2 separate regions of the Sus scrofa genome follow, and region 1 is linked to region 2. A link is a contact called in public HiChIP or PLAC-seq data. All regions are on one chromosome and are shown on one strand. The core of a region is the stretch at or near the end of the contact, and the rest is flanking DNA. Distances in the headings are between cores, read along the strand shown. Region 1 overlaps PTPRM (receptor-type tyrosine-protein phosphatase mu). Region 2 overlaps PTPRM (receptor-type tyrosine-protein phosphatase mu).

Evidence for each region. HiChIP or PLAC-seq counts read pairs in DNA pulled down with a chosen protein or histone mark.
Region 1: an H3K27ac HiChIP or PLAC-seq map of skeletal muscle shows a contact between it and region 2, with 3 times the contacts expected there. The contact joins two enhancer-like sites. A contact is called at or near these places in 1 of 47 Hi-C or Micro-C datasets (heart right ventricle) and 1 of 2 datasets of contacts at active chromatin or transcription factors (skeletal muscle).

Annotation. Positions count from the first base shown.
Region 1 is chr6:100,058,124-100,063,550 of Sscrofa11.1, forward strand. The region is part of intron 1 of PTPRM (receptor-type tyrosine-protein phosphatase mu); the gene reads right to left. Among named protein-coding and RNA genes, the nearest start is that of PTPRM, 32 kb to the right of the region's middle. Within about 2 kb of position 1,783, at least 16 of the 83 cell types and tissues checked have an H3K27ac peak or open chromatin away from gene starts, as enhancers often do. A contact at or near this core is called in skeletal muscle, where this site is marked.
Region 2 is chr6:99,486,042-99,491,643 of Sscrofa11.1, forward strand. All of the region lies in intron 21 of PTPRM (receptor-type tyrosine-protein phosphatase mu), which reads right to left. Among named protein-coding and RNA genes, the nearest start is that of RAB12, 240 kb to the left of the region's middle. Within about 2 kb of position 3,745, at least 18 of the 83 cell types and tissues checked have an H3K27ac peak or open chromatin away from gene starts, as enhancers often do. A contact at or near this core is called in skeletal muscle, where this site is marked.

The DNA of each region.
Region 1 (5,427 bases), core at 533-3,032, 570 kb after region 2:
TCGAAAGGAGACGACATCCCTTCAGAGTGACAACAAGCTATTTTGTCCTCTTGAGGATCACTTACCATTCACTCCCGACTTCTAAGCACGCAGGCTCTTATCACCGCCAACACGAACATTCCCGGGTTCTTCAATATTCCTTCAGTTCCTCCACTCTGAAATGATCTTTGATCACACAAAATGAAACTTGTAGCTTCTTCTGTTTGTGCAATTAGCATTCCAGAGGCACTCTAGCTATTGCCTTACATACACTGCAGGCTCACTGCCCTGTGTGTACTTTATCGCTACGGCAACCCCAGCTTTGCCTCCTGTTTATGCTGTTTTATGCTGAGTTGGTGGTTTCAATAAATTTCCACCATAACCCTTAAATCATCTGCACAACTGGTAGGTCTGATCTGGATTCCACGGAATACATGGTCTCTAGTTCTGCTGCTTGCCCGAAACTACTCTGCAGCGTATGAGGGCTTTTTTGTTGTTGTTGTTGTTGTTGTTGTTGTTGTTGTTGTTGTTGTTGTTGTTGTTGCTATTTCTTGGGCCGCTCCCGTGGCATATGGAGGTTCCCAGGCTAGGGGTCGAATCGGAGCTATAGCCACCGGCCTACGCCAGAGCCACAGCAACGCGGGATCCGAGCCGCGTCTGCAACCTACACCACAGCTCACGGCAACGCCTTATCCTTAACCCACTGAGCAAGGGCAGGGACCGAACCCGCAACCTCATGGTTCCTAGTCGGATTCATTAACCACTGCGCCACGACGGGAACTCCATGAGGGCTTTTCTCCACTGTGATGCATCCCTACACAAACCCCACACAGCCTCAATGACCCAACTCCATCCATGTCCCACCCAGGCATCCATGTGCCCTCTTCTTGCTTCCAACTATCTAGCAGTCCAAATAAAGGTATCAATGTTATGAGGGGAAATTCAGATTTCCACTCAACCATCTCCATCTAAGCAACACTGTAATTTATCCACCTGGTTCAAGTGAGAAAATTTTGAGTTGGCCCTACTGGAGCTGACAGCGGTGATCTACTGATCCCAGGAGATTAAGCACAGAGGGTCACCTCTCTGCTGCACTGAAATCAACCAAGCATTTACATCCTGATCAGTATCTTCATGGGATAAATAAATAAATAAATAACTGCTTGGGCAACACTGCCCCAGCTCACAGGGAGTTTCGACTCCTTGAAAGAGACAAGGTTGACAAATTGGCACCAGCTACAAGCACTATTTATTGAGTGCCTACTGAATGAAACAAAAGTGACCAAGACAGTGTATAAGGAAGGGTTAAACACAGTTTCTATTAAAGAGTTATCTTAATTTATAACTACCACAGGGAATTAACTAAATATATATTGTGTGTCAACTATACTTCAATTAAAAACATATTAATTATTTTAAAAAACAGGAACTCCAATCATTTACAGCAAGTCAAAAAAAAAAAATCATGAGGTCAAAATTCACTATGATTTCAGAAAACCAGATCGGAAGAAAGAAAGAGAGCTGAGCAGAAAAAAAAAAAAAAATCCCAGGAACTCGAAGGACTATAGAATTATTTTTAGTTTTAAATGCCATTGGCTAGAAAGTACACGCTAGAAAGGCATGAACGAGTATGTCATCATTTAATAATAGCATAAACGGACCCTGGGGGAGTAAACAGGCGTTGTAAAGATTATCCCAGAGAGCTGCCCCTGACATCTGCCTCCACTGCCTCTGAGCCGCCCATCTCCAGGCCCACGGGGACCAGTCTGACTTCCAGGGTTTTCCAGATGTTTCTGAGGCTGCTCTTTCGATACATCTGTTCTAACTGGGAGAGACCGCTCTTCACTCAGACAGCCTCACACACGGGCCCCACCCTAGGGCCTGAGCTCCTCTCAAAGTTCTCCAAGCTGTTTCAGAGCCTCCAACACTATTACAATTTTCGGCACTCCAGCTCATCCCCAAATCTATGTGGCTCAAGCATGGGACCCAAGAAGGGAAGGAGCCCTACATGGAAAAACTTCCATTTGCCACCATTCCAAGCACGATCTTAGAGTCTACAGATCACCAACTGCGGTCACCTTCTCAGGGGTGGAAAAGAGCCAGGTCCTTCCCATTCTCATTTTAGGGACCTTGAAAGCTCAGGCAATAATTCCAGAGACAGGGAGTTCCCTGGTGGCCTAGCAGTTAAGGATCCTGCGTCATTACTGCCATGGCTCGGGTTCAGTCCCTGGCCAGAGAACATCCACATGCTGCAAGTGTGGCCAAAAGAAAAAAAAAAAAAATCATTAATTCTAGAGATCAATGTAGAGCTTCAACGGGAAAAAAAAAATCAGATAACCTATATAGCGGTTCCTTAATGCAGTGTCACAGATCAACAATAATTTCTTTTATCTGGAACTCTGAAATTTTCCCTAAAAGTAGAATGTAAAAAAACGAGTCAAAACCTTTCTTATCTTGGACAAGCTGTGTGCAAGTGAGTGTGATGTCGGGAGTGTGCAGAAGCCTGCCAGTCTGAAAGAAAACTTAAATCAGGAAAAGTGATTCTCCATCAATCCAGACTCCCAGCCTCCCTTTCCCCTTGCAGCTCAATGTTTCCCCAGGGGACTTCTATCCTCCAAAGAAGCCTATTCAGAAGCAAAGGGGAACTGCATTCCTTTGATGTGAATATCAGTCATGTGATGCCTCTCCCAGGAGTGGGGGGGGGGGCTGTCCAGCCTCCTCACTAACTAGAGAATGGAAGGCTTTAGGGTTTCATTCATTACTGAACAGGTGGGAGACAGATCCTGCAGAGCAAGAGGGCCCAGTGTCCCTAAAAGGCCAGCTTGTGGGCAGCTGGAAAGGAGAGGATGGTAACAGTCCAGCTACGAAGAAGCTGCTCCCCCCACCGCCACCACCGCCCTGCATTTGGAATTAAATATCAGAGGCTGGGGGGGGAGAATCATGTTGGGGGGGGTGTTGGGGGTGCTGAAGCACCACCAGGACTCTGAGACATGTACAAAGAATGATCAGTTCTCTGAGAACAGCAGAGCCAGGAATGAGCAGCTTACCTATGGCATCCAGGATCCTTATTTTAGGAAAGTGACATCCTAGCATTAGCAGGCAGCCAGCAACTTGAAGCTTAACAGAGCCTAATGTAGAGAAGGGCCGGCAACACTGTCCTCTACCAGATCAGGCTGGCCCAGGCCAGAGAAAGGCTAACTCTTTTTCTGGTGGAAGATTATTAGAATTCTACTCAAAATGCTTGGTTTATTTAACCAGTATCTAAGAGAGAGGCACAGAGAAGTTGAGTAATTTCCCTGAGGTCACACAGTAAGACTTGGGGCCAGAAATCCAGCTCCAGGGTACCCTCAGGTGGGAGATGCACACAGACAGGTGGGCGATGCACACAGACAACTGGGCACACCTGAGCATGTCAGCCCTCCAGCAACAGTTTATCTACAGGCTTTTCCACATGCAAGGGGCAAAGAAAGGAAGCATGGGCTGGCTGCCGTGACAACTTCCCTAGTAAAAGCTCGTAAGGGCATCTCCATTCCTTGCAGCTTAATTCTCAGTTTCTGCATCATTAAAACAGTGATAATAGCAGCTCCTCCCCTCAGCGGCTGGTGTGAATATTTGATGGACTAACACCCAGAGCCTGGAACACACACACCACTGCCAGCTCCACCCTCCCTGGGACATGAGGGAATTTCAAGCGAGCCTCCAGGTGTGGGTTAGGAACCCTCAAGGCAAGAATGAGGCAGCAGAAAAGGAAGTTGGTGATGGTGCAGAAGCAGAATTCAGGGGCCACTGGGCGAGCTGTCAGGTCAGGGGGCCTCAGGAGAGCAGTTTCAATCAGAATGGGGTGGAGGGAGTGCGCAGAAAAAACAAGGTTGAGTGGGTCAGAAAAATCTGCTTCTGAATCTAGAGACCCGAAACTGACAAGGGAGCTTCCCCCTGGCATCGACAAGACTGGCTAAAAATGATAAATGATGCATCCAATCGAAGCCAGGCTCCGAGACTGGGGAAAAGAACTCAGGATCCCCAGGGGTGACTGAGGGCAGCAGGAACCAAGAGCCTCCTGGTGCCTTAAACCCAGGTGAACTAGCCAAACAACACGGTGCTACTCCGGCCACCTCCACAAGACAGGCACCATGAAACACCCTCACTCCCCCACAGTCTGTCACAGGCAAGACCGCGTGCACAGAACACGTCCAGGAACACGTCCAATCCTTGGTTGATTTCAACAATTCAAAATCTTCTGTGAAATCAAAAAAAAAAAAGCGTTTACCTTCTCTGCTGACTTTGAATCAGACCCTAGGATCTGACATTCTTCACCTGCACATCTGATTCCTGGGTGGTGGAGAATGAAAAGCAACTTTCCCTGCCCCCAGATCAGAGCCTAAGGCTGATCTGCATCTCTGCCTGTCTCTTCTGTTCTGCAAAGGCTTATCCCAAGGTGAGGACCAGACCCATACCCCACCCCCACACACACTACCTCAGTCTGTGCCTGGAGAGGCCTTAGGGGGGCTGGCCTGGGCAGGCTAGACAGGCAACCCAGCAGACCCCTCCCCAAGTCCCCACCACCAGCCTCACAACCGAAACAGAACTGCCACTGTCCAGAGGAGGCAGTGTGGGAGGAGCTGAGTCTGGTCAGTGTCCACTCATTCCGGACAATGCAACTCTGCAGAGAGACCAAGGAACGAATCCTTACAATAACCGGGAAGATTTGGCTTGATTCCCTGGCGAGGTCTTGAAAAGACAATCAGATTTGCACCTTGCCTTCCTCAGGCCTCTGGAGAATGTTGAAGTGCTAGGAACAAAACCATCTTTATTTCCCTAAAACTTTTTTTTTTGCTGTGAAGCATGCTACCAAAGAAAAAGAGGAAGGGAGACATTCTTGATGATTTCTTTCCAAAAAGATAGGGTGATAAATACAGCTGATTCCTAAGACTTATCACTGAAGTTTTATATAAGCATAGCCTTTCTGCTGCACATTATTTATTAAGATTCCAGTGAGTAAAATTGATGTCATTGGGCCCATTAAAAATTCATCTCTGCTACAGCGGAAGTTTTTCCAAACAGTGTCAGGACGGGACAGAAAAGGCAAAGTTCTATTTGGGGGGCCTAGGGCAGCTGCAGTGTCATGTAAATTGAAAATGACTATGTAATATCACTGACAAGTATGAGCGTATTAGGACGCTTTTATCATTCCATCCAAAACTAAATTAAAAGAAATATCTCTCTTCTAACCACAGCTGAAGGAACTGGCGGTGACACTCACCCCCTGTTCCCATGGAAATGAACATGGCACCAGGCAGTCAGGGCACCTCCCGGGCATCTTCCGGGAGCCCACCCCCTTGCTGCTTCTATCTTTGTTTCCAGTCGCTGCTAGTCCATGCATTTCACGGGATGGTGAAATAAACCCAATTAAACGTGTTTAAACAAAATATTACAGTCCTTTTATTTCCT
Region 2 (5,602 bases), core at 2,495-4,994:
ACCTGGGTATGATTATAATGTAAAACACTGTGCTTAGCAAGAGCTAGATATGTCTTTCTATTTCTCTGTGTGGGCATCTATATAGACTGCTAGCCCATGAGGTGTCACACCAAGGCAGGCACCATCAACACTGTCATCCAAATTCTAGGAATCAAGCAAGATTCCACAAAAAGCCCATCCCTCAAAAGCTTGCTCCCCCCAAAACACATCCATGATAACACAAATCACTCTTATGAGCTTTGATTCTGTGCAGGATGATATATAGTTTCTCTCTTGAAACAGTCATGATATGAAACGCTCTAGATAATTCTGCACTAGTCACTTTGGGGGTTAAAAAAGAAATTAGAGCAAACATGGAATAAAGACATTGATCTTCAATTTTAAAACACATGGTTGGCATTCAGCAAGTAAAATGATCCCACGGAAGCATGCCATGCTTCCTGATTTTAAGTGGTGGGTATGGGTGAGGCTCAGGTTGGTCAGCACGGTGTTTTCCTGGTTGGGCGCTGCTCACCCACTCGATCCTAAACGATGGTCTGTACCATTCTGAGGGGGTATTTTTAACAGTGCTCTCCCTCTTTAATTTCATTCCCCCTCCTAGGCATGTATGTGTTGAAATTCACTGAAATTAGTGCAACAAATGTAAAGTAACATATTTAGTACTGTTTCTCAAATATCTATTGAATAATCAATTACTATGTAGCTTACCACATTATCAGTTAATATACTATCCACTCTATTATCAATTATTACACTGGCCCCTGCATTATCATTACATCGCCCACGGCATTATCAATTATTACATAGCCCACTGCATTATCACTTATCACATTGCTCAAGCTATCATCAATTATCACACTGCCCACTGTATTAGCAATTATTACACTGCCTATTGAATTATCAATTACCGAAGTGCCTACTACATGATCAATATTACATTGCCCTCTATATTATCATTGCCTGTGATAAGACTGTGGACAGACGGTCTCTCTGACTGGGAGATTGGGGGTGGGGACGCCTCAGGAGGAGGTAACACCTGCATTGGGTCTGAAGGGATCTGGCAGGTGATGGAGGAGCTGCGAGTCACTCCGGACAGAATCCATGACCAGAAGGGGCCTAGCGAGAGCAAGGTGCTTAGGTGCTTAGGTGTTTAGGTGTGAGATGGTGAGTAACCCAGAGGAGCTGGGCCCTGAGGCTCAGGGAGGGAGGCAGCTGCAGCTACGACTGAAGCCTGGAGCAAGGCTGGGGCCACATCCTGGACACCGAGTGGCTCTGCTCAGGGGGTTCCTATCATCGCAAAGATTCCAGAGCGGGTTTCTTTTGGTGTTAAATGGGCTAACATCTAGGTTTCACAAAGAAAGGTGGATGCAGAGTGGAGGACAGATTTGAAAGGGGAGATTAAATGATGAGCTAGGGGCTGTTTCCAGGGTGTGGGCAGGAGATGCGGGTGGCTAGTGGGCTCGGGAGGGAGGGGCGGAACTGGAAAGGCGAGTGGGGAGGTAGGCAGGGCTGGCGCTGCTGACTGGAGGGGAGGGTGAGGGCGGGCAAGGTGACACTGTCAAAGCCGGATGGGCCGAGGTAGTGGGGAATGACAGCATCCAGCTGACGCCAGGCATGCCAGAAGGTGGCAGGTGCTGGGGCACAGGCACCCTGGCAGTCCCCTCTGGGCCCCGTCCTGAGGCTAACGCCATCTGACACTAAAAGCATGTCAACAAGTGGGGACGGTGCCTGACTCCTCCAGGGGACATAAAGAAAATTCTAATGACCCCTTCAACATGGAAACCAGAGGGCCGACAAACGGACTTCACACAAACTAGAAAAGGTCTTCCACCACGAATCTCAGAAGGAGGATGGAAAATTGTGGGAAATAGTTTTTCACCAAATTTTCTGAAGTTTTCTGAGTCCATGATCTTATCAGGGGTGGGGCAAAAGGAGACTGGATTTAAAAAAAAAAATCGGCTAACACTTACGAGGCCTTGAAAGCAAGCACGATGACACGGCGCATTCAACGAATAACACAGGCACTTTTATATTCGCAGGTTAGAAAAAAATCTACCAAGTATTCGTAGTAAAATCAACTGTCTCTGTTGCGTTATTTAAAAATCTGCAGAAATTTTCATCTACTGACAAAGTATTCATAAACAGGTTCACTTGATTTGCCCCAAACAGCGAGAAGCAGCCTCAAAATTCCAGTTAGAATTTTTATCATTTTCTTATGGACCTGGCTCAGCATCACCATAATAATTAAAAGAAAAAAAAAAAAACATGTCAAAACTCACTTGGCTGCTGCAGCCATTGCAGGCGCAGCTGTTGCGATTCTTAATGTATTTGCAGCGCTCGCCAAGGCTCCCCAAACTCCCCATCCTTGGCTTTCAATGGTTTTGTTTTGTTTGTTTTGTATCCTGTGGGACAGAAAATAACCTGCATTGATTGTGGCGATTGATGGACTCAGCTGGTGCCTCAGAATATGAAAAGGGAGTGGAAAAGCACATCTGAAAAGTGTGTGGGCTGGAGGTGAGCCGAGGGGGCGCCTCCACTGTGGACCACGCACAAGCACAGCCCAGCTGGGTCACAATGGTTCCAGCAGGTACAGAACACAAAGCACCTCTTGTTCCACCTGCGCCCCCGTCTCTGTTCTCAAAACCAAGCAAGGGGGCCGCTGGGCCCAGTCCTTAGAACTTTTCTAGACATACCTGTACCTGCAATTCCCTCTCTGCCCACTAGCCCCCCACCGGGCAGAAGCCAGCACGGACACCCTCCTGCCCATGCTGCAGCCTGCTCACCTGAGGATGCTGGCCTGTCTTCCCAGCTGATGGCCTTTCTGACTAAGAGCCTTTCAACAGGAATGAGAACTGCAGCCTCCGTGGGGAGGAGGTGGTTTTCAGGGAGTGGTTTTCTCTTTCCAGTTTTCACTGATTTTGGAGGTCAAGTGAGACATTTTAATAACAATACCGTCTTGGCTTGCCACACATTGTCAAATACAGACAAAGGCATCAAATAGAACACTGGGCTTCTGTTTACCAAAATTGGCTGTTTTACTTAGAAAACAGAGGGAAAGATGAGAGGGGGAAATATACAATCCACATATTTTAAAAAGATCTCCAACGAGCTACATTTTTTTTGTTTTTCGTTTTTTTAAAATCCAGGTTCCTTGGAAAAACGCTTAAGTTATACTTAAGCCTGAAGATTCTAGCATAAAGTCTCCAATCCTCAAGTTTAAATTGAGCACAAAAACAATCTCCACACTCAATTATAAAATTAATCACGTGTGTTCATGTCCTAGAGAAACACACAGGAGAAAAGCAGGTGCGGTCAGGGTAGCGCTTTTCTAAATACCTTTAGGTATGTATGTACACACACATGTATTTTTTGAAGAGGAGCGGCCAGGAATTACTTAGCTTTATACAGTTCGGCTCTCATGACTGGAAGATAAATGTTTGTGCTCCCGAACGACATTGATTATTGGCTAATGAAATAGTACCACCTGTGTTTTCCAGGAGGCACTTGGTGGACGTGGTTTTAAATTGCTGTCCTTCCTTGATCTTAATTTTACAATGAGGGCAACATACTTCCTCTCAGAAGGACACAACCATTTTCCTGCAGAAGGTCAACGTTTCTCTGCTTGGATCCCAAAGACACTTGGGATCAGTCCAAAAACTGAGGACTAAAGAAGGCCCTCTGGGGACGCCAGAGGGGCAGGAATTGGCTCTCCAACTCTGCAGGGCCGCCTGTGAGGCTAGGACGCCCTCTGTCCCACTCAGCAGCTGGGAGCAGTTTGCAGCTGTAATGCTGCCAGGTCCAGGGCGGGGCCTCCTGGCTCGCAGCTGAGCTGGAGAATTTTCCTTTTCATTCCAGGTGATAAAGGCAGGGGTGGATGGCTCAACCCCGCCTCCCTGAGTACAACCCTCTCCTTTCTCAGTCCTGGTAAATCACTGATCTTGCTCAGGGGGTTGGCTCTCCATGTGGGAGAGAGACTGGCTCCCTTTTGGTAGCAACGTGAGCAAACCGGCCCTTCCACTGGGTTCGTTGTTCTCCCGAGAGTCTCCATCCGTTCTCTGCTGACAACTTGCCATTTTCTGTTCAGTTCCGCCTGTTTACTTTTTTATTGTGAGTCATGTCTGAGTTGCTTTTGAATCAAATTATTGCATTTCCCTGATGAGAGGTGCCATATGACCATCTTGTTAGAATAAAATCAAATAAGAGATCTGCACTCAGCACTGCTCTCTTATCCCACCCCGTCTCCCCTCTGGTTTGGATGCACTTCTGTTGGCTCCTTGAGTGGTAATGAACCTTTCCAGGGCTCAGGCCAGTTTTAAGACATCGCTGTCTTGGAAAAGATGAAGATGGATTGGTTGAAACAGTGCCAACAGAGAGAAGCTCACTCTTTCAAAACTACTTTACAGTCTAAATGGCTGATGTTTCCTGATGTCCATGGATTGAAAAAAAGCCAGAAAGGCCGATGGGGCAGTTATGCTGAGGTCTCTACGGCAACCTGAGGCTTTCTTGGCATTTCATCCCCAGGGAGGCGTCAGTGTCAAGGTGGTTCATTGCTTCGCCAAGTCTCAGAGCCAAGCATTGCTCTGTACTTTTTAAAAGAGGCTAGAGGGATGCAGTTTCTATTACACTTTTTCAGTAAATACATTTTTCCTCTTCCTTTTATTTATTTTTTTTGGGGGGGGCTGTTGTCTATTATTGTTAAAGCAGTTCCTGTGTGCCTTGTACAACAGCATTTAAAAATTAAGCTGTTTAGAGTTCCCGTTGTGGCTCAGTGGGTTAAGGACCCAACGTAGTATCTGTGAGGATATGGGTTTGATCCCTGGCCTCGATCTGTGGGTTAAGGATCTGGTGTTGCTGTAAGTTGCAGCAAAGGTTGCAGATGTGGCTCAGATCTGAGTTGCTGTGGCGGTGGTATAGATTGATTCGACCAGCTGAAGCTTTGATTCAACACGTGGTGTGGGAACTTCCATATACCGCAGGTGAGGCTGTAAAAAGGAAAAAAAAAAAATTCAGCGATTTGTATGAAGAGATCTCCCTCCAAGTACGGAATCAGACGCATGTTACCAACATCCTTCTGCTCTTCCAACGGCAGCCGGAATGATGCCCCAGCTTCTCTGTGGGACACCGTGCCCTGTATGACAGAGCCCTGACTGCCGCATTCTCTTGCTTTCATGTCTACCCAGAATCCCACTCCTTTGCCGTCTCCTGGACACCTCCTACTCATCCTTCGAGGAAAAAGTCATCTTGCTCGTCTTTCCATCTTGCTCCAGGCCTTCAAAGTACTAATGCAAATCTGCCCTGAAGGGTTTTCTGGAGGCACTGCAACCACTCTGTGACCATGTCCCCTGCTGAGTGAGCCTTCTGTGGGCACGCAGTCTCCTCTGTGTCCCCAGCCCTCCGTCCCAAGCAGTGTCAGATTCATTCCAAGTGCTAGGTACTCTCCAGTAAACTAACGAGTACGACTTAAACCTTCCTCTAAATCTGACTTTGCAAAGACACTAATAGAACAACTGTTTTTTTAAAAAAATATTCTGTGGCCTATCGTTACATCATCTCTTAGGACTTTTCATAGAAATGAAAATACTATTTCAACAATAAAAGGTGA